7 separate regions of the Mus musculus genome follow, and regions 2, 3, 4, 5, 6 and 7 are each linked to region 1. A link is a contact called in public HiChIP or PLAC-seq data. All regions are on one chromosome and are shown on one strand. Each heading gives the region's core, a stretch centred on a gene start, on an enhancer-like site or on the middle of the called end of the contact. The rest is flanking DNA. Distances are from core to core; before and after follow the strand shown. Region 1 has its middle 15 kb from the start of Gm35242. Region 2 overlaps Lrrfip1 (leucine rich repeat (in FLII) interacting protein 1). Region 3 overlaps Lrrfip1 (leucine rich repeat (in FLII) interacting protein 1). Region 4 overlaps Gm35381 (a long non-coding RNA gene). Region 5 holds the start of Mlph (melanophilin). Region 6 holds the start of Ackr3 (atypical chemokine receptor 3). Region 7 holds the start of Prlh (prolactin releasing hormone).

What was found. HiChIP or PLAC-seq counts read pairs in DNA pulled down with a chosen protein or histone mark.
Region 2: a FOXA1 HiChIP or PLAC-seq map of pancreatic cancer cells shows a contact between it and region 1. The contact joins two enhancer-like sites. A contact is called at or near these places in 1 of 484 Hi-C or Micro-C datasets (stem cell-derived neural stem cells) and 2 of 115 datasets of contacts at active chromatin or transcription factors (embryonic stem cells and pancreatic cancer cells).
Region 3: a contact with region 1 is called in an HNF4G HiChIP or PLAC-seq map of pancreatic cancer cells. The contact joins two enhancer-like sites. A contact is called at or near these places in 16 of 484 Hi-C or Micro-C datasets (cerebellum, cerebral cortex, cortical neurons and 9 more) and 1 of 115 datasets of contacts at active chromatin or transcription factors (pancreatic cancer cells).
Region 4: a CTCF HiChIP or PLAC-seq map of the NIH/3T3 cell line shows a contact between it and region 1, with 7 read pairs. The contact joins two enhancer-like sites. A contact is called at or near these places in 1 of 39 promoter capture datasets (the 3T3-L1 cell line), 1 of 15 datasets of contacts at CTCF or cohesin (the NIH/3T3 cell line), 12 of 484 Hi-C or Micro-C datasets (3T3-L1-derived adipocytes, brown adipocytes, cerebellar granule neurons and 7 more), 4 of 115 datasets of contacts at active chromatin or transcription factors (embryonic fibroblasts and embryonic stem cells) and 1 of 9 other capture datasets (embryonic stem cells).
Region 5: a FOXA1 HiChIP or PLAC-seq map of pancreatic cancer cells shows a contact between it and region 1. The contact joins the promoter of Mlph here to the enhancer-like site in region 1. A contact is called at or near these places in 6 of 39 promoter capture datasets (the 3T3-L1 cell line, the C10 cell line, cranial neural crest and 3 more), 1 of 15 datasets of contacts at CTCF or cohesin (the NIH/3T3 cell line), 16 of 484 Hi-C or Micro-C datasets (3T3-L1-derived adipocytes, the HL-1 cell line, brown adipocytes and 10 more), 9 of 115 datasets of contacts at active chromatin or transcription factors (craniofacial prominence, embryonic basal ganglia, embryonic limb bud and 5 more) and 2 of 9 other capture datasets (adipose tissue and liver).
Region 6: a contact with region 1 is called in a CTCF HiChIP or PLAC-seq map of the NIH/3T3 cell line, with 6 read pairs. The contact joins the promoter of Ackr3 here to the enhancer-like site in region 1. A contact is called at or near these places in 1 of 39 promoter capture datasets (liver), 1 of 15 datasets of contacts at CTCF or cohesin (the NIH/3T3 cell line) and 3 of 115 datasets of contacts at active chromatin or transcription factors (embryonic stem cells, neural tube and pancreatic cancer cells).
Region 7: a FOXA1 HiChIP or PLAC-seq map of pancreatic cancer cells shows a contact between it and region 1. The contact joins the promoter of Prlh here to the enhancer-like site in region 1. A contact is called at or near these places in 15 of 39 promoter capture datasets (the 3T3-L1 cell line, the C10 cell line, the HPC-7 cell line and 9 more), 4 of 15 datasets of contacts at CTCF or cohesin (the NIH/3T3 cell line, embryonic stem cells and pro-B cells), 119 of 484 Hi-C or Micro-C datasets (the 63-12 cell line, the AML12 cell line, B cells and 80 more), 12 of 115 datasets of contacts at active chromatin or transcription factors (CD4 single positive thymocytes, the HPC-7 cell line, the NIH/3T3 cell line and 8 more) and 4 of 9 other capture datasets (adipose tissue, embryonic stem cells, liver and 1 more).

Annotation. Positions count from the first base shown.
Region 1 is chr1:90,632,585-90,635,284 of GRCm38.p6, forward strand. No RefSeq gene overlaps it. Among named protein-coding and RNA genes, the nearest start is that of Gm35242, 15 kb to the right of the region's middle. Within about 2 kb of position 1,272, at least 38 of the 459 cell types and tissues checked have an H3K27ac peak or open chromatin away from gene starts, as enhancers often do. A contact at or near this core is called in the C2C12 cell line, the C3H10T1/2 cell line, the HL-1 cell line and 6 more, where this site is marked.
Region 2 is chr1:91,068,514-91,071,213 of GRCm38.p6, forward strand. It overlaps Lrrfip1 (leucine rich repeat (in FLII) interacting protein 1), which reads left to right. Exons shown (of 25, transcript NM_001310732.1): 2 at 50-136. Among named protein-coding and RNA genes, the nearest start is that of Lrrfip1, 16 kb to the left of the region's middle. Within about 2 kb of position 1,283, at least 38 of the 459 cell types and tissues checked have an H3K27ac peak or open chromatin away from gene starts, as enhancers often do. A contact at or near this core is called in pancreatic cancer cells, where this site is marked.
Region 3 is chr1:91,094,493-91,097,192 of GRCm38.p6, forward strand. All of the region lies in intron 12 of Lrrfip1 (leucine rich repeat (in FLII) interacting protein 1), which reads left to right. Among named protein-coding and RNA genes, the nearest start is that of Lrrfip1, 42 kb to the left of the region's middle. Within about 2 kb of position 1,384, at least 126 of the 459 cell types and tissues checked have an H3K27ac peak or open chromatin away from gene starts, as enhancers often do. A contact at or near this core is called in embryonic fibroblasts and pancreatic cancer cells, where this site is marked.
Region 4 is chr1:90,895,538-90,898,237 of GRCm38.p6, forward strand. All of the region lies in intron 4 of Gm35381 (a long non-coding RNA gene), which reads right to left. Among named protein-coding and RNA genes, the nearest start is that of Gm35381, 12 kb to the right of the region's middle. Within about 2 kb of position 1,349, at least 125 of the 459 cell types and tissues checked have an H3K27ac peak or open chromatin away from gene starts, as enhancers often do. A contact at or near this core is called in the NIH/3T3 cell line, embryonic fibroblasts, muscle stem cells and 1 more, where this site is marked.
Region 5 is chr1:90,913,760-90,916,459 of GRCm38.p6, forward strand. It overlaps Mlph (melanophilin), which reads left to right and starts at 1,341. Exons shown (of 16, transcript NM_053015.3): 1 at 1,341-1,494.
Region 6 is chr1:90,202,651-90,205,350 of GRCm38.p6, forward strand. It overlaps Ackr3 (atypical chemokine receptor 3), which reads left to right and starts at 1,330. Exons shown (of 2, transcript NM_007722.4): 1 at 1,330-1,437.
Region 7 is chr1:90,951,693-90,954,392 of GRCm38.p6, forward strand. It overlaps Prlh (prolactin releasing hormone), which reads left to right and starts at 1,416. Exons shown (of 2, transcript NM_001101647.1): 1 at 1,416-1,512; 2 at 2,157-2,320. The coding sequence starts at 1,416. The coding sequence ends at 2,320.

The sequences.
Region 1 (2,700 bases), core at 22-2,521:
ATAAACCACTCCTCCCTTCAGTCTCTCTCTGTGGAGTGGAGGGGCTTGTTTGGTTACAGTCATGAGAAAAGTAACTTACACGGTGGTAAAGTTAGTTTGGGGATAATTTTCAAAGAACCAGCAGCATTTGGCCTTCCTATTTACCACTGCTGTTATGAAGGAGAAGTAGTCCTCTGTCTGAGCTTGGTCTGGTCCTCTGCCTGGAGACAAAGGCTGATCCAGAAGCTGCTGGGATCCCCGTTCCTTGACAGGCCTGAGCCTGCCCAAGCTGAAATCAGAGACCAGGGTTCCTGGGACCAGAGGATGTAATGAGCCCTCCACTCTCTGCACCTTTGCGTACTTAGACTACTCTGTCCACATATCCCCAATGCACTTGCTTCCTTCTGTTCAGATATCACACACACACACACACACACACACACACACACACACACACACACACACACACCATCACTAGCAATCTCCCTTTCTCCCAGACATTTACCTGTCCAGGTGTCAAGTTACCTTTAAAAATGCCTTCTATAAGCCGGGGTTAGGAAGACACCCCACGCAAGCATGCGCCTCAGCCAGACTCAGGGACCACCCAGTAATTCCACAGACAGAAAGGAGACAGGAGGGTGCTGGGGTCTCACCAGCAGCTCATCTAGCCAGTCAGTGAGGTCCAGGGCCACTGAAAGACACAGTCTCAAAAAGTAAGGCAGAGAGTGATAGAAGACGACCTCAGTGCTAATGTCTGGTTTCCACACATGGATTAGCATGGGGTCTTACACACACACACACACACACACACCATACCATCTCCAGTGATGCTTTTCTACTTGGTCTACTCAGCAGTGCTCATGCATGAGGATCTGGTGTGGTCGTATTTTCTGTAAAGGACATGACACCCATCCTACCGAAATCTGTCAGTAGCAATGGCTCCCCAGCCTGGAGACCCACCCTCCTCTACAGTCAGGTATTCCAGGCCTCCGATGGGGGCCTCAAGGGTTAGCCAGACTCAAGATGCCTGGGCTCCCCTGATCTGCAGAGGGCAGCAGAGGTCCACAGGCAGGGCACAAGGTGCCCCACTGGGTATCCCTGGCCCCACCCTCCCTCTTCACTACCTGTCAAGAATTCCTCTGCTTTTGCTTTTGGTGGCTCCCTGCTCCCTTCCTGTCTTCTGCTGCCCAAGAAAGCACCTGAAACAAGGCCAGCCTGTTGAAGGTTGAACAAACAAGGAGCCTGTGACTCAAGGCAGGGTGAGGTGGCCTCAACATTTGGGCAGATCTGAGCCAAACCACACGGCACCTCCTTCTGGAGACCTGAGTCATGGGGGTGACTGGAAGCTGGCACTTCTCACAGATGGGAAACTGCAGAGGGACATGAGTATTCTGTGGTCTCCGTAAAGGCAAAGCAGATGTCTGACTGACGGAGTGTGTGTGTGTGTGTGTGTGTGTGTGTGTGTGTGTGTAAGCCAATGTGCATGTGTATATGAATGAATGGGGAGAATTATATGTTCATGAGAGTGCGTGTGTATGAGACTCTCTGTACATGTGTATGTGTAAGACAGCCTGTGTTAGGCACACTTGTATGAAGACACTCATGAATCCCTGTTTCCCTCACCCTATATTACCCTCCCTCAAGTGCTTGCTCTGGGAGAGGCTCTGAAACAGGCTCCTTCCATTGACACCTGATGACGTCACTTCTGCAGCCCTAGCTAGCACACTGGCCTGGTTCCACAGACCACCTTGGTTGCCTCCTCCACCCACCTCGCCCTCCTGGGTCTGGCCCTAAGGTTCCACAGAGTCTTCTTCTGTGGACCCCGCCTACTGGTTTACTTGGGCTGTCCTCTGTTACCTCAGGAGATGTTTACAAGAGTCTCAAGTTCTGCTCTCAGCTGGGCACAAGGCTCAGCACTGCCCAGGTCCTGAGGACAAATAGAACAGAGGCAGCAATGAGGGAACTGGCCACTCCTTGTTGACATTCTTGTCCTCTGTGGTGAGGTGGGGACACAGCATGTGTTAAGGGAGGTACAGAAAGCCTGACAGCCCAAGACAGATCATGGGTGTGAGCTGGAAGCCTAGCTGTGTCTGTGCTGAACTGCAGTGTATCCTCCTCTTCCTTCCCCTCCTCCCTCTCCCCATCTTCTCTCTCCTCTCCACTCTTTCCCTCTTCCTCCCTTCTCTCTCTCTTACCCTGTCCTTTTATCCTCCTCCTCCTCCTCCTCCTCCTCCTCCTCCTCCTCCTCCTCCTCCTCCTTCTTCCTCCTCCTCAAGAGCCCATGCTCCATGTTCCCACACTTTCATACCTGACCACCAAACTCAGAGGTCAGAAAGCTGGTCTTTTCCAGCTGGAACCAGCGTGGCTAGAACTCTACATTACTTCCGTTGGATTCTAGCATTCTTGATCTCCTTAATTCTAAGTAGTCTCACAAAATTTTTAAAGAGATTAAGAAAAACATACTGTATTTTGGGTGAATTTCACAGGAAGCCCTGTCTTCAGTTCTGGGTGGGGCTTGCAGGTGATCTGAAGGCACAGGAAGCAGGAATATGAGATATCCTGCCTGGCCCTCACCTGCCTGCACAACTCCTGAAGAAAGCATCCTAGATACTCTGTGAGTCCATCATGGGTGTTCCAGCAGAGCTGAGCATCTGTCCACAGCCTTCCTTCTACCTAAAGTAGTCCTCCATAACCAGGGTGACTTTGCCCTCCCAGGGACAG
Region 2 (2,700 bases), core at 33-2,532, 440 kb after region 1:
CGGAAGTTGCCTGGTCTGTTCTCTAACAAGGTTTCTGGGTCTGTTTCAGGCGGAGGCCAGGCTCGCAGCGAAGCGTGCAGCCCGAGCCGAGGCTCGAGAGATCCGGATGAAGGAGCTGGAACGGCAGCAGAAAGAGGTAATGGGGGCTGAGTGTTCCGAGGTTGGCTCTTTCTCTTTCAGGACTGTGAAGACAGCGTACCTGCTGCTGTTGGGCACCTGCTCTCGTCATTGTCACCTTAGTGTTGCTCCAGCTTGGAATGCGTGTGCTCCTTGTAGTTCTTGTTCCAGATTAGCCCCAGAGTGCACACAGCATGAATGCTGGACATCTGTTCCAGGTTAGCCCTGGTGTGCACTTAGCACAGATGCTAGGCATGGCTGTCCAACTGGAGACCTAATGGAGCCAGAGAGATGCTCGCAGCCTGAGAGCTTGCCCTTTAGTCGTAGTTCCTAGGACAGCTTTCTAGCTGAGAGGAGCTTGAGAGGATTGGGTTTGGGCTTCTAACAGGGCGTTGGGGGGCGGGGGAGTAGGGTCTGGATCCTCTTAGAACCAGAAAAGACCAAAATGATTTTCTTTTAATTTAATTGGTCAACTTCTTTCCTTTAAAAACAAAATTGCTTTGAGGCTTATTAGTATCTATCAATGGTTAGTGTAAACTTTGGAATAAGTAGCCACAGGAACAAATAAATGTGTTCTAGGGGACCGGGGTGGTCATCAGTACCTTCAACCCTTCATCTTGTCTACTGTGGGTTTTTAAAACCTTGAGTCAGAATTTTGTTCCAACAGCCAGCGTGTGGGCTCTGTAAGTACGTTAGGGTCCTGGCTTCTTCACAACCTTTCCTGTAACTGATAAATGATCCCTCTGGGGGAGTATTTGCTTCAGCCACATGCTACTGAGCTTGGCCATGCAGATTTGAGACCAGCTGCTGGAGTCGTCCTCCATGTACAGGTTCTGGTTCTGTTAATGGACCCCAGCTGATGCTCATTGTCTGTGTAACTTCAGATGGAAGCTTGGGATTCCAAATTCTCTTAAGACCAGCAGGTTCCTCCTCCAGATCAGCAAGTCCCAAACCTGTCACGTGTACTGTAGGGGTGGCGGATCCACAGCTTAAGATGTTCACCATCCTCGGCCTGGGGGCTTTGCCATCCCAGGAGGAAATATATCAGCAGAAGAGGGGATGTGGCCAGACTTGATTTGGGGAAGGAAACTTGGAGATAGCGTGTGGGTAGCTGTAGAGTGTTGGGAGCCACAGCCTAAAAGGGGTAACCAGAGCCCCAGTGTGGGGAAGGCAGTCAGGGCAGTCACCACAGGGAGGGACCTCACCCCTACCCTGTGGTGATTACAGAGTGACCTTTAGATAGGTTTGGCAAGCGTCTCCTTTATGCTAAGCTATGAGCAGAAAAGTAACCCAGTATTGGAAAATGACTCATTTTTTTCTTTCCGGTTACAAATACAAATGAAAAAATTTCAAAAGTGTAATGTGTTTAGTCTTTGTGATTTTACATTTAGAAGTTGGTACTTTTGTGTGGTTTTTGTTTGTTTGTTGAGACAAGGTCTTTCTATGTAGCCTTGGCTGTCCTGGGACTACCTCTGTAGATTAGGCTGGCCTCAAATTCACAGAGATCCCCCTGCCTCTTTGCCTCCCAAGTACTGCAATTAGAAGCGGATGCCACCACCACCTGGCCTTATGTGTGTTTTTTTTCTTTTAGTTCTCTGGGAAAAGCTTGGGGTCAGTGTTTTCCTAGCATCTGTCTCCCTTCTGAGCAGGTTTATTTTTCAAAAATCAGAAAATAAGTGGTCCTGGGTTCTGCGTTAATTATTTGGGCTTTACCACATGAACTGTGATTCACAGCCCCTCGAGTTAACTGACGTGCCTCCCTCTCCTGGTCTCTTGGCCGAGGGTCATGTGGGCCTAAGGGGAGTCAGGCCAGGTAAACACCTGTCTGGCTGCTCCCACCAGGAAACATCTTCAGGAAACTCACCAGAGACAAATATCTGGGCCCACAAATGGAAAATAGGAAAAGAGCCTACTGCTTTGTAGGCCACTGTCACGCACCTCTGAGCGGGCCCCGCCCAGGCCCAGGGAACCATCCCAACTTGAGCTCCTCGGCTAACGTGGCTGCATCGTACAAACTGGGCCAATTTATTTGGACTGAATATTTAATTTTTATTTTAATAACCAAGTCCCAGCTATTTCTCAGACCTCCTGCTATCATTTTCTCTGTGAAACATTTCTGCTCGTTCAGTAGACACTTGTGGGCCTACTGTGTGCAGGGCCCTGCTAACCCTTCCCATTGACTGTGGGAGCCACAGAGTAGTTGCATGGAGAGGTAGATAGTTCTGTGGCTGGAGGCTGCTGTTTCTTAGGGTTACAGAGGGTAGCTCTTGTCATCTGCCGAGCCAAGAGTCCTATGGGAGCACCCCCTCCAAGACTGCTCCCCATGCTCTAGGCTTCTCTACTATCCCCTCACCCTGATTTTCCCACAGTCCTTTGCTCTTTTTTTCTTTCTCTTTTTCCTTTTGGCAGCAATGGGGATTGAACCCGGGTTCTCATATATGCTAGGTATTCCATACTGAGCCCCAGACCCAGCCCTAGCAATCTGCCAAAATTCCCAGGGTGTTTTGCTGCTCTGCTAGTTCTGGGGGTCAGCTGCACTTCATGTCTCACTGTCCTTCCAGTGCATGATGTGCCTCCCCGCTG
Region 3 (2,700 bases), core at 134-2,633, 460 kb after region 1:
CTCTACTGCTGCCGCTTCCTCCTCCTACTCTTCTTCCCCCACCCTCCTCCTCTTCCTCCTCCTCCTGCTCCTCCTCCTCTTCCTCTTCTTCCTCCTCTTCTTCCCTCTTCCTCCTCTCTCTCCTCTTCCTCTTTCTTCTCTTCTTCCTCCTCTTCTTCTTCCTTCTCCTCGTCCCTCTTCTTCTTTTTAAAATGTGTTGCTAGAGATTAAACTCAGGTCCTCATCATGCCTCATAGCAAATACTTTACCAACTGAGCCACCTCCCCAGCCCCTTGGTTTTTTTCTTCTATCCCCAAATGGCCTTGAATTCACTATATAGTTGAAGATATCTTTGAATTCCTATCCCGACTGCTTCCACATCCCAAGTGCTGAGGCTACAGGTGTATCATATGCACCACACCTGACCAGACAGTTTTGGCTGTGGTAGGGAGACACACCCAGGCTATAGCATCAGTGTGGGTGGAGGGAGGCCCACATTTTGAAAGCCATGAGTGGAAAGTGCAGACAGTCCAGGCCAATCTCTTTTGCTGGGCTCAGACATAAATACATAGTTTAGAACTCAGTTCCTGAACACTATACTGCCCAGGATTGGTTCCTGCATCCCAGAATGCAGCAGACCCAAGATACAGCACTTGCATAGATGAGCTCATTGGATTTGTTTTAGTGTAGAATCCTCTTTCTTGTGCGTAATAGTCAACTGTACACTTGAGGAATAAGTGGAGTGTTTGCAATCAAAAGAAGTTTGTAGCTTTACTTTCAAAGATTCTTAACAACACCTCCTCCACCCCACCCCACCCCACCCCACCCCACCCCGCTGCCCCAGCAATGACTGTCTGGGGTGGCTGATTTGTCATCACTAGGCGTGGCCCTTGGATTTATTTAAGTATCAAGATGAGGTCATGATGTGGGAATGTTCATGGTTTCTGTGACTGGAAAGACTGAAGTCAGATTCGGATCCTTTTGTTGTGTGTGCACTTTCCAGATCTGTGGAAAATTTACACACATGAAACAAGTTTGGCTGTTATTTCCTCACAGAGGCATGCATTGTATGTCTTGGTCTCTGCAGCCTGTGAGGCAAGAGAAGTGATCTCTGTGATGTGGGGAACTGGAGGTGTGGTCATACTTTCCCTTCTGTGCTACTGTGAGAAATGCATCAATCCAGCAGAGCTCTGTATTCCCTCCGGTGAAGGCTGCTAAGTCTGTTGCAGAGATAATCAGTAGATGTCCCCCCTCCCCTTCTCCAGTCACCTGTTTGTTTATTTGTTGCCCTAAAGATCTTTCGATCATTATTTCTGTTGTCATTTAGTGAGCAAAGGTCAGCGCAAAGATGTGTGGAAAACTGGCTGGCCTCCCAACTCAACCTGGCACCTCACAACAGCCAGGTACCTCCACACTAACTGGGGAGCCTCCTGGGTATGGTTCTCAGGTGCAGTGACCCCTCTGCAAATGCAGGGCAGCCTCCAGGAAATTCTTCAGTCAGTGGGAGGGTCACTAGCCTTTGCCAGGTCCCTCTCCCAGGCCTGCTCCTGACTACTCCTCCCTCTCAGGCAGGAAGACCCACAAGTCTGAACAGGAGCTTCTGGGTTTCTTCCCACCAGCAAAGCTGGACATGCTTCATTGACACTTTGTTAAAAGCCGATCCAAATTGCACACCCACCTTCCCAGTGCATACATAGCCCTGGGACACAGAAAAGCATTATGTTAATGCTGGACCTGAATCTTAGAAACAACAGGGCTGATTCTATTCTTTCTTTATGCTTTTTTAGGCACCAAGATGCTGGGTTTGTCACCCTCTGTCCTTGGAACAAACAAGGATACAGTGACCTCTCCATCCTGGCCTCTGTGGGAGACCCATGCAGTAGGATGTGCAGCAAGGCAGGGGTTAAAAGATGGAGTTAACACCACGTCACAGCTCCTGCTCCTGACTTGGGGCAAGTAGGCAGAAATAAACTCCTTCAGATGAAGTAGCCCCCTGAAAGGCATATGTTTTTGCTTGGTTTGAGCTGCCCCAGCCATAATAGGACATAGTTTTTGGTGTCCATATTGGTTCTTGGAAAATACCCCCGGCTTAGTATTTCACCAGGAGTAATTACCAGGAGCCAAAGACAGAAGAAAATGCAAAAGTCAGCTGCAGCCCTCAAGGCTTTGCATCTTGCATCTGTCAGACAGGAAGTGAGGCAGTGCTACACACTGGGGGCAGGGTGGTGCAACCGAAGAGTAAAAGTCACCAAACAAAGGAAGTGATGGTTCATTCCCCTTTAAAAACGTGAATATACCTCTGTGTCCATAGGCTACTGCAAGGGCTAAGACTAAAGGTTTGGGGCTCCCAATGATACAATTCTTAGGAGAGCCAAGATGCATCAGCCCGAATGTAAGTGGCAGGGGACGGAGTTCCACCTCATTCCAGCACCACTCCCCACTCCACTCCCATTCTTCTGTAACTCCGTCCCCACCTCCACTTAGCCTTTCCATCCTAATTAGTGTTAACTGTCAGCACAGCCTAGAATCACCTGAAACCAGAGTCTCAATGGAGTAATTGTCTTTACCATGTTGGTCTGTAAAAGATGATTTTAATTGCTGTAGGGGGTGCTGCCTACTGTAGGCGATACCATCCCTAGACAGTCCTGGGTTTTATAAAAAAGCTAGCCATGGTTCCTACCTCCAAGTTCCTGCCCTGGTGCCCCCTCTATGGCAGACTGT
Region 4 (2,700 bases), core at 99-2,598, 260 kb after region 1:
ACCACACATCTTGCTGCTCCAACCAGGCTCTTCCCAAGACCTCCTCCCAAATACATGGCTTAAAATCACTTTTGGCTCAGTCTGGCTCTAAGGAATTCTAAGTCAGATTATCCATCCACACTACTAAACTGGTAAGTCAAGGGCTGGGGATGTAATTCTATTAATAGGGTGCTTGGCTAACAGGCAGAAAGTCCCAGCCCCATCCAAATTGCAGCATCAAGCCAGGTGTGGTAGTGCAAATCTGTAATCCTAACACTCAGGAGGTTCAAGGAGGGGGACCAGAAGGTCAAAGCTGTAGAGGCTAGCCTGAGACACATGAGACCATATCTCAGAAAGGAGGAGGAGGAAGAGGAGGAAGAAGATGAGTAGGAGGAGGAAGAAGAGGAGGAGGAATAGGGATAGGAAGAGGAAGTGGAGGAGAAACAAAAGGAGTAGGTGGAGGAAGAAACGAGGTGGAAGAGATGAAGAAAAAGGAGGAAGAGGAAAAAGAGGAGGAAGAGGAAGAAGAAAAGGAGGAAGAGGAGGAGGAGGGAACAACTGAAACCAAGCAAGCAGGTGTGTCTCACATGCAAAGACTAAGCAGGCCTGGCCCTGCTTTAACTTGAGGAAATCTGGCACATTCTGGACAATATGGCCATAAAAAGATCTAAGTAAATTTTCTATACCAGATAAATCATACATGATGCCCATTAACCCAGGAGAGCAGAGGGCTGTGCACAGCTAACCTGACCACATTCCACACACACACACACACACACACACACACAGAGAGAGAGAGAGAGAGAGAGAGAGAGAGAGAGAGAGAGAGAGAGATTCAGAGACAGGAGTGGCTACTAACCAATGACCTTTCTTCAAAGCAATGTCCAAGCCAGTGGGAGAGTGTCAAAACCCATCAGTCATGTCTACCCCAGCAAAGCACACTGCGCATAGTGACAGACATGATCCTGGTTGCCAACCCTGCCCCTCAGCTCATGGACTCAACAGGCTCACAACGCCATCAGCAGATGCCTGTCGTAAGTTCCCTAGGTCCCCAAAAGCTAATCTCCCCTTTGCCAGAGGCACATGTGCTGAAATACGGGCACCAAAGCCTATGATCACTCCATGTAAAAAAAAAAAAAACAAAAAACAAAAAAAAAAAAAAAAACAGAGATACAAAATTTAGAGCACTTAGCATGGAACCTGGCCCACCTGGGTGAGTGGTAAACTAAAAATAGACATGAGTCACGGTTGGCCTGGGAGGGTGGATCTCAGTTCCAGCAAGAGCACACCCTCCCCTTCCCCCGCCCCAGCACCACCTAAGGCAGCCAAGGAGCAGAAGCCTGTGTGTACCCTATGTGCAGCCCAGCATGGGCAGGACACTCAGTGCACGTCTTTGGCACCGGCCTTCTGTGAGTCACATGGTTGTGGAGAGCCCTGGGGCCTGCGCCTTGCGTTCTGCTGAGCGTATCTGGAACCATCTGGCCAGGCACTGGAGCCCGCTTGGAGTCCCTGGATAAACACATCCCGTCACTTAGGAAAACAGAATTCGGTTTTCCTTACTTGATGAAGGAAGCCTCTGGGGGGTAGTTACAGAAATGTGTGCAAGACTAGGGGAGGGAGTTGGCCAGCTTACTAGAACAGGAAGCCGAGGGTCTTTGCACAGCACAATGCAGAGAAAGGTGAGAGAAAGCAAGAGTGAGGGAAAGCAGCCCCATTGGAGGTGTGTCCACAACGACCAAATTTCACAGTCACACATGCTCTGATTTACACACAGGCTCCATTCCAGGGCTGTTTCCAAGGTAATTGTTTGGAGTTTGGGACGGAATTTCCCGTAGAAACTGCTCACTGGCGGTAAACTTAACCCACTGAGAGCTTTCTCCACTATGCAAGGAACTAAAGACATCATTGCTTCACTCTTCCCAGTCCTTCTACATCATATGAATCATTGCTTCAGTGAGAAATTAATGCTCATGAATAAAACAAGAGATTCTCTCTTGTTCCTCTGTACCACCCACCTCAGTAAATAGAACTTGGGACAGGTTCCCTGGAGCAGGTAAGTAGAGAGAGGTGTCCTAAGCTGACTATGAAAGCCAAGGCTATGTCACTCTCTGATCAGACACTCACCGTCTCTGAGCCTTGCTCACCTCTCCCGCAAATAGTCCCTACTTGTGCTATTGCCCTTGATGTTATTAAGCGCTGGAGTATATAGTGCCCAAGAACAGAGCTTGACTGGCATTGCCTGTTGCCTCTACTTTTATGCACAGAGGAGAGAATTCAAGGAAAGCAATAACAAAAAGATGAACCATGTCTATTTTTTTTCTTAATCTGATCATCATGCCTGGTTTATGGCATTCTGTAATGAGGATCTAATGATGGATGGATGGATGGATGGATGGATGGATGGATGGACAGACAGAGTGAAGGATAGACATGTGGATGTAGAACATGCACATACTGTCTTCTGAGCCACTGCCACTAGCTTGAGTTTAGTACCCTTCTCTTAGACCTTTATCAGTTGTCTTTCTCCTTGCTGTGACAAAACACCTCATAATAATTACTTAAGGAAGAGGGGGTGTGTTTTAGCTCAGAGTGTTTCCCATCATGATGGGGAGTCGTGGTTGTGAGAGTTTGGTCTGGTGACATTTCACCCACAGTGAGGAAGCAATACCCAGTGAAGCCTCAGGCTCAGCTTGCTTTCCTTTTAACACAGTCTTTGACCCC
Region 5 (2,700 bases), core at 91-2,590, 280 kb after region 1:
TATGCACACACAGAGAGACTCACACACTCAGTCATGCACACATACACAGAGAATCACATAGTTATATGCACACACAGAGAGAGTCACATACTCAGTCATATGCACACACACACACACACACACACACATAATCACATACACAGTCATATGCACACACACACACACACACACAATCACATACACAGTCATATGCACACACAGAGAGACTCACACACTCAGTCATGCACACATACACAGAGAATCACATAGTCATATGCACACACAGAGAGAGTCACATACTCAGTCATATGCACACACACAATCACATATTCAGTCACACACACACACACACACACACACACACACACACACACACGCGCGCACGCGCGCGCGCGCACACACACACATCTGCAGATGACCCAAAGCATGTCTTCTAAGGTTCCCTTTCCTCTCCTGCTGACAGGGAATAAATGCTACTATCACATCTGTCCACCCTGGAGCTAGTTATTGTTTACGGCCCTGTCTCTATGTTGCAGATGCCAGCACTGAGTTGTAAAAGTTGTCCTCAAAGAGTAGAGGCCTCTCTCTGTAGCTCAGGCTGGCCTGGCTGGAACTCAATACTAAAACAGGTTGGTCTGAAACTTTCAGCAATCCTCCTGCTTCAGCCTCCCAAGTGTTGGGATTTTGGGTGTGAACTAGCACACACTTGGCTAAGTGAATTTTTGTTTGGTTGGTTTTTTAATATAGCCATAGGGAAGGGGTCAGGGTGCTCTTATGCTGCGGCATGGGGGGAGGTTATGTTCTTTCAACATCCAGGGCAGATCTCTGGGTGGAGCTTCTCAGACCACAGACCTACTGGACTGTTTTCAATAGTCAAGGCCTTGGCCGGACTGGGGGGGGGGGGCCGCTTGTGAGTCCATCTGAGGGCCTGGGGGACAGCGACTCCAGCTGGAAACCTGGGCTCACAGTCTCACTAAGAAGTTGGTGACTTTGGGTAGGGCGCTTTTCCTCAGTTTCCCTGTCTGTGAAGCTAAGTAAAGAGTTAAAATGGATATTTGCGGAGGTGCCGTGTTCTCAGAGGATGCGGTTTGCCAGCAGATCCCTCCTATGGGGGACCAGAACCCAGTGGTGGAAATGAGCGCACAACTCCAACGCGTGTTCTGCTCTCAACCGGCTTGGGGACAAGGTGCCTCTGTCCTCCATACCCACTTCAGCGCCTCCCAGGAGGGCCACTGGAGTCCGCTCTGCTCTTGGCCTGTCCAGGCACCCTGGGGTGCACGTCGATCCCGGAGCTGGGCGGGTCAGGAGTAGCCCACGTGATCTGAGCCGCAAGTTGGGCAGGACCGGCGCCACAGCTGCCTGGATCCCCGCACACAGCTCTGTCTAGCTCAGTGCACCCTGACACTGGCCTCGCTCGGTGCCTGGGGTTTCTCTCTCAGGAGCTAAGAGAAAGGAGCAGAGGCCAGGACCCACCGAGCCAGAGCTACAGGCTGGGCATTCCCAGGAGAGAGGCTGGTGAGTGCACCAAGGACCTGGGGCTTGCAGAACTCCCAGAAGAGGGAATCTGGCTCAGGGAGGGTGCAGCGACACCTTACTTCTGAACTCTGGGCTTCTTCTGGATGCCTTAAACACAATGGGCGAAATCCTTGGGGAGCCCATTTGGGGCTAAACAGTTGGTTTTAATTAAAAGCTTCCTTTGAGCTAAAAGCTGGTGCCTTCGGGAGACTTGGACCGGAGCCCAGGGTGAGAGGCTATTTGTACAGAAACTTCCTCTTGGCTGCCCTCTTGGCTTCCTCTTGGCTGTCTTCTGGGAGCAAGAAGAAAGCAGATAGGTGCATGAAGGAGGCACCTGCCCTCCTCCGGACTTAGTGGAATCATGTTGTTGTTGTTGTTGTTGTTGTTGTTGTTGTTGTTGTTGGACCATAGGTCCTCTAGGCCCTCCTTCTTATTATGAAGATGTGAGAGGAAATGTGTTAACACCTCGAGTGTCACCCCACTGTGTCCAAGCCTGGGAGAGAGCTGAGTCTCACAGATGCAGGAAGATTTCACAGAGCACACACCTATGTCCTACTGACCTGAACTAAAAACACAGTTCTTTGCTTTCATCGGAAATGAGTTGGTGCTGTTGTCTGTTCTGTTTCTATGCCACAAGGATTGCTCTTGTTTCCTTCTGAGGGCTTTGAGTAATAACCAGGGTACAAGACTCCCCTAGATACCCAGGGCACAAGTCTCAGGAAAAGGGATGGGCTAAAGACCAGGGGTAGCTGGGCATTGAAGTTGGTGAACCCCTGAGCCTGATGGCTCCCTGGCCCAGATGTGTGTCATTTAACACACACCCATCTCCCAACTGATTACAAGGCCTTAGTAAGACACAGCAACAGCTTTCCTGGCCACGAGCATCACCCCTCCGGGCCCAGGTCTCCAAGGTGTCACTTCTTAGAGCATCACCAGGCAAGGTGGGGAGGTGAGTTCTTCCATCTCACCCAGCATCAGTGCCCCATCTCCAAAGTGGGTACCAGGGCAGGTGCCTCACAGGACTTGGAACCTGGTCCAGGCACAAGCATGAGAAGCTGGTGGGTCATCCTGATGCATTAGTGACTCTGAAAAGCTGCTGAGAACTAGAGGAGGAGGGAGGTTGGAGAGGGACACTGGGGGAGGGGGAGGTCAAGGAGGGGGAACTGGGAGAGGGGGGAGGTAAGGAAAGGGTAAAGAGGACACCAG
Region 6 (2,700 bases), core at 80-2,579, 430 kb before region 1:
ACCCTTGAGACCACAGACCACATCTCCGGGCCACAGACTCCGCCCACAGGCCTCAGGGCCTCTCCCTTGCATTGAGGTCACAGACTCCCCAGGAGGCCGTATGACCCCCCACCAGATCTCACACTACTCCTTGCAGACACACACCCCTCCCACAGCCCGGAAAGCAGGTGTGCTCCTCAGGAGCTCACTGAGCAGGATCTGCCCCGCCAGGAGTAAAGTGCAAGGCTGTTTAAACAAACCACTTCTTTTGTTAAGGTTTTTCCCTAGACCGAAGCTCTCTAGCCTACGTGAGACTCTGATCCCCAAGTTCTCGGGTTCCTGTGTTCAGCAGTCACTCTCCGGAGACTTAGAAAATAGACTCGGCAAGTGTTGGTGAAGGCAGATTTTGCGTACAGCCCGCGCCTCAACTGTGGGTGCTGTAACTGCCTTTCAGAGGCCCAGGGGGGCATGAGAGCAGAGTGACCACCAGCCCTTTGGAGGGTGGGGGGCACTTGGGGAGGCGTTACAGTGGCGCGGCTTTAAAAGTAAAGATTGGGTCATTTTGTGCTTGAGTTTTACTAAATGGGGAATTGCAAGAGACACATTTAAAAAACAAAACAGGGAATCTTAGCAATGTGCATCGCGATTAGAATGTAGATTTTGATAAAGATGAGGACTGCGATAAAAGTTGGCTAAGCTCACAATGACGACTCTACCTCACCTGCGACAAGGCCTTTTCAGTGACTGGCACTGCTCGACTCCGTGGAACACGGTCTTAATAGGGCCTTAAGGACTTTGTGTAAGAGTTCCAGCAGAATCTGGATCCAACCTAAAGGCACTTTCCCTCACTTCTGGGTGATGGCGGTACAGGGTCGATTAATCGTCCCCTTTCCAAAATGTGACTTCTGTCCAGGAGGCATCGACAAAGAAAGAGCAAGCTTGACAAACCAACATCGAAGTTCAGAAGTTCAGAGTAATTTGTCTTGGGAACAAAGTCTTCCCTGAAGCTACAGGCATTCAAAGGAACTCCCGGTGCTCATGGGATTATTAAAAGCTATACCTGAGACTGGATCAATATTCTATCATTTTGGAACGTCCTAGGACTTCTTTTGGTTTTTCTTCTGCTGACATTTCCCCCAATAGGATCTAGCCTTTGCAAAGGGAGGGATCTGAGGGCTCCCAAGAATGTGTTTGTGCAGGAAACAACAACCTAGAGAGGGTTACAGGAGGGCGTGTGCGCCTGTACAAGCCTGCATGCCTGCGCGCTGTGGTGGGAGAGGAGGGGCGGGAGGAGAGCCGAGGGTTGCAAAACTGCCACCTAGAGGCACTTTCCCGCAGTGTATATAAAAGGCAAGTCCGGAGCCCTGAGAGATCTCAGTTGCTACAAACTGCTCAGCACTGAAGGAGCCTGCAGCGCTCACCGTCAGGAAGGCAAACCACAGCCCAGGAAGCCCTGAGGTAAGTAAGAAAGCCTTGCTTCTGCGACAGCTTTGCCGAGCAACTACGGCAAGGGGCAGGACTCCTGTTCTTACGAGAACTGGGCTTTTTCTGAGAACTCTTGGATCCCTGAGCTGGGGGCTTTAGAGCCTGCAGGTCCGGATTGGAAAGCTCAAAGCACGCTGCATGCCTGCATTGCAAGCTACTGCTCCTGATTTGGGGGATCTGAGTTCAGTCATTTGTGGAGGGAAACCTCTGTGTATGTTTGTTTGCTACTGGACTCTGATTTGTTTCTGTGAGTACTTAAGTTCCAGGAAGCAGGGAAACTTTGCAGAGAATGTGGGATGCCCCATTGAGGTTGCCCAAAGCCAGCTTAGGGGTGAGCTTGGCATCACTGTTTGCCCACTCCTACTTCTGGTTATCAGATTGGCTGTAAAAACCACAAGCGCACTTCCAGAAAGGCATGTGATATGCCCAGAGGCATCCTTCAGCGGACCAGACAACTGGGCTGAGCATTCTGAGTCTAGGATGAGTTTAAACTCCGTGCTCTGGGGGGTGGGGATGGATTAATTCACAGCTCCTGAATTCTGGAAGTTGTAAATTGAATGTTAGCTCCTCTTCATCTTATCTCTTCATGGCACCCCTGCTAATCTAATTTTGAGTATTTATTGTTCTCCTAGAAAGTGTTGTCCAACTTCAATTGGGACAAAAAAAAAAAAAAGCAGACACTAAGAAATCTAGTATTTGAATTTAAATCTACTCTCCAAGTGAACTGTGAGTGTTGCTGACTTTTGTTAGGGTGCATAAAGGTTCACTGGGTGGCTGGGAGTGAGGGAGACTCTGAGGTCAGGGGATCCTGGTCAGCCAAGACTCCTGGCTGCTAGCTACTAGGAAAATGAGGCACTGTGAAAGGCAGACTGGCTGTCTCTTCCCCTTTCTCTCTCTGTCTCTCCATTCATTTGCTCACAAACAGATTAATTAATTGTTTCGATGTGAGGTAGGATCAAGCATCTTTTTAAAGGTGTCTTGGGTTAGTGGCATCCCTGAGACCCCAGTCTGTGCTGTGGCCAGTATGGAAACTTTGTTTTTCTTTGAAGGAGCAGATGCTGGCTTTGTGGTCTTTATTTAGTTCAGGAGAATGTGGAGCTCAATGGATAGGACCAGAAAGGAGGGATGGGGGTGGTTCTGTTTTTTTGTGCCTGGCTCGTTGCAGATTGTAAATGGATAAAGCCCCCAAGTCCCCGTCTTTCTCCCATCTGAATAGAAGCCTGCCCCAAATGAAAT
Region 7 (2,700 bases), core at 166-2,665, 320 kb after region 1:
ATGAGATGATGAGAGAAGAGACGTAGTGGAAACTGCAGGCTATAAGCAAAGACGCCATCTCAAGGAGGGGTCTGGGGGCGTCCTTTGCCTCCTTGTTGGCCTATAAAAGATAAGCAGGCAGGCAGACCTCACCTCACGCCCAGGCAGCCTTATCGCCACACTCAAGGGACAGAGAGAGGGTGAGTAACTTGGCAGTGCTGGAGAGGGCTGGGTGTTGCTGTGACTTCCAGCTTCTCCACAAGTGTTTTCTCTGCCAGGCTTACTGGGCAGCCAAGTGCGGGCACCAAGCAGGACAAGCAGAGAGAACTACCTGTGGTCTGTGGTCTAGGACCACACACCATTCTGGGGTCTCTGACACTCAAGGGCTGTCCATGATGGAGGGCAGGTGAAGGTGGCCCTCAGTGGGACACCTCAAGCAAAGCCCAGAAGGCACCCTCCAGAAAGGCTCAGAACTCAGGATCAGTTAGCATTCTCAGTCCCCATCACCCAGCCTGAGTGGGTGCAGTCTTTACAATGATTCATGGTGGCTCCTCCATTCCTCTAGTTAGGGTTCCCCTTCACTGTGTGGGACATCCCAGGAGGAGGAGGAGGAGAGGGTGGGCATTTAAAGAGCTCTGATGGACAGCGCTGTGTGGACAAGGAGAAGCTGGAGCGTCAAAGTCAGCTGGGGGGGGGTCTTCCTTGAGCATCTTCTAATAGGACCTGAAATGTCAGGGGTAGGAAGAAAAGGGTCCCCTGCAGGAAGTATCACAGGTGGATGCTATGTGGTAGGTCAGAACACTCCATCAGCAGGGTACCAGTTCCCATACACAGTGGCGGCAGCCTTCCCATGTCATTCAGGGGGACTCTGTGAGGAGAGGCCCATTCTGGAGTCTCAGCAAACTGAGTCTAAAGTCCTGGGTTATTGTAGAGGCTGTGAGGTGTGAGCTCTCTGGGGATGTGGGATGCTAAGTGTCCTCCATTGCCTGCCTGGCTCTCAGTGTCAGGAGATCCCAGACAAAGTGTGAGGAAAGCCTGGGCACTGAGGTTCCAATATGTTCCAACTCCTAGCTACCTCTGAGGTTGGGCAAATTGTTCTCCACCTCTGCTGACCACAAGGCTGCCCATAAATCTGCTTCCCACCAAGGCCTGGGTGTCTACCTCCCAGCTCTTGACACAGATGGACAGACAGACCCAAGGATGTCCCAAGACAGCCACCTGTGCACAGCTCACACCTCTCCCCTGATAATTGTAGCTATGTGCACTAAACATATGCATTTGCACACCTCATAGGCACGGACACGCACCACACACACACGTACATCTGTACAAACAACCTAGGGTCCCTCCTGGCTTTGTGCATACAACGTACTCTGCATCTCTACCCCCAGGCTTCAGGATCCAATCTCCAGGGCATCATCCAGGAAGCCGGAAGCATGGCACCGAGGACCTGGCTTCTGTGCTTGCTGCTGCTAGGCTTAGTCCTCCCAGGAGCTTCCAGCCGAGCCCACCAGCACTCCATGGAGACCCGCAGTGAGTGCCTGGCATATGGAGGACAGCCACTGTCACCTCCCATCCATATGCTTCCCAAATGCCTTGAGTACCCAGCCCCTGAATGGGAGGTTAGCCATCTCCTAAGCCAGTGGTTTCCAACCTTCCTAATACAGAACTTTTAATACAGATCCTTATGTTGTGGTGACCCCCAGCCAGAAAATTATTGTGATGCTGTTTTCATAGTTGTAAGTTTTGCTACTGTTATGGATCATAATGTTAATATCTGAAATGCAGGATGTCTGATATGCGCCCTTCCCCCCAAACAAAAGGGACACAACCCACAGGTTGAGAGCCTCTGGGATCTAAGCAAAAGCTACCTTACCATGCAGTCAGTTGGGAGATTGGTCCTGTTAAGATCTCCCCAGAATGGTCCTGTTTCCTGTCCTCATCATTCCCCTAACCCATCTTTGTGGGGTCCCTTAAGACTTTGGAGGATGACAGTCAGACAGGAAGAGAATACTGATCCTGGCATATGTCTAAATAAATTCCCTAAAGCCACACCACTGCCCAGATATGCCCAGCCAGTGTAATCAGGGTGGGTGCCAACATGGCCTGGTGCCCAGGTTTCCATCAGCTTAGGGGCTCCCGTGTCCCATACGCTGCTCTGACTCTTTCCTTTCCAGCCCCTGACATCAATCCTGCCTGGTACACGGGTCGTGGGATCAGGCCTGTGGGCCGCTTCGGGAGGAGGAGGGCAGCCCTGAGGGATGTCACCGGACCTGGCCTGCGGTGCCGGCTAAGCTGCTTCCCACTGGATGGAAGTGCCAAGTTCTCTCACAGCTCATGAAGACAGTGATGCTGAGCCCAAGCCCACCCTCCCTGTCCCCCCGCAGAGCCTCCTCCACCCTCCCTTTCCGGTTTTCCCTCTGATCTAATAAAAGTGCTGGCTTTGTTTATTGTACACTTGTAACTATGTGGTAACAAACCGGAAGGTGCTTTCTCTCTGGGGAGGGTAACCATGAAAGAAGCTCAGAACCCAGTAACCTCTTTGGAAAGAAGAGGCTCCCACCTGCCCCCAATAGAACAACTGAGATCGCTCATTACCAGGCCCCACAGAGGTTGTCCTGGTCCCTTAAGACCCTGCAGTGGGGGAAGGGAATGTTGATTCAGTGTTCCTATAAATTCCTGTTCCCCAAAACCACATCACTGCCCAGAAATGGGGTGCCC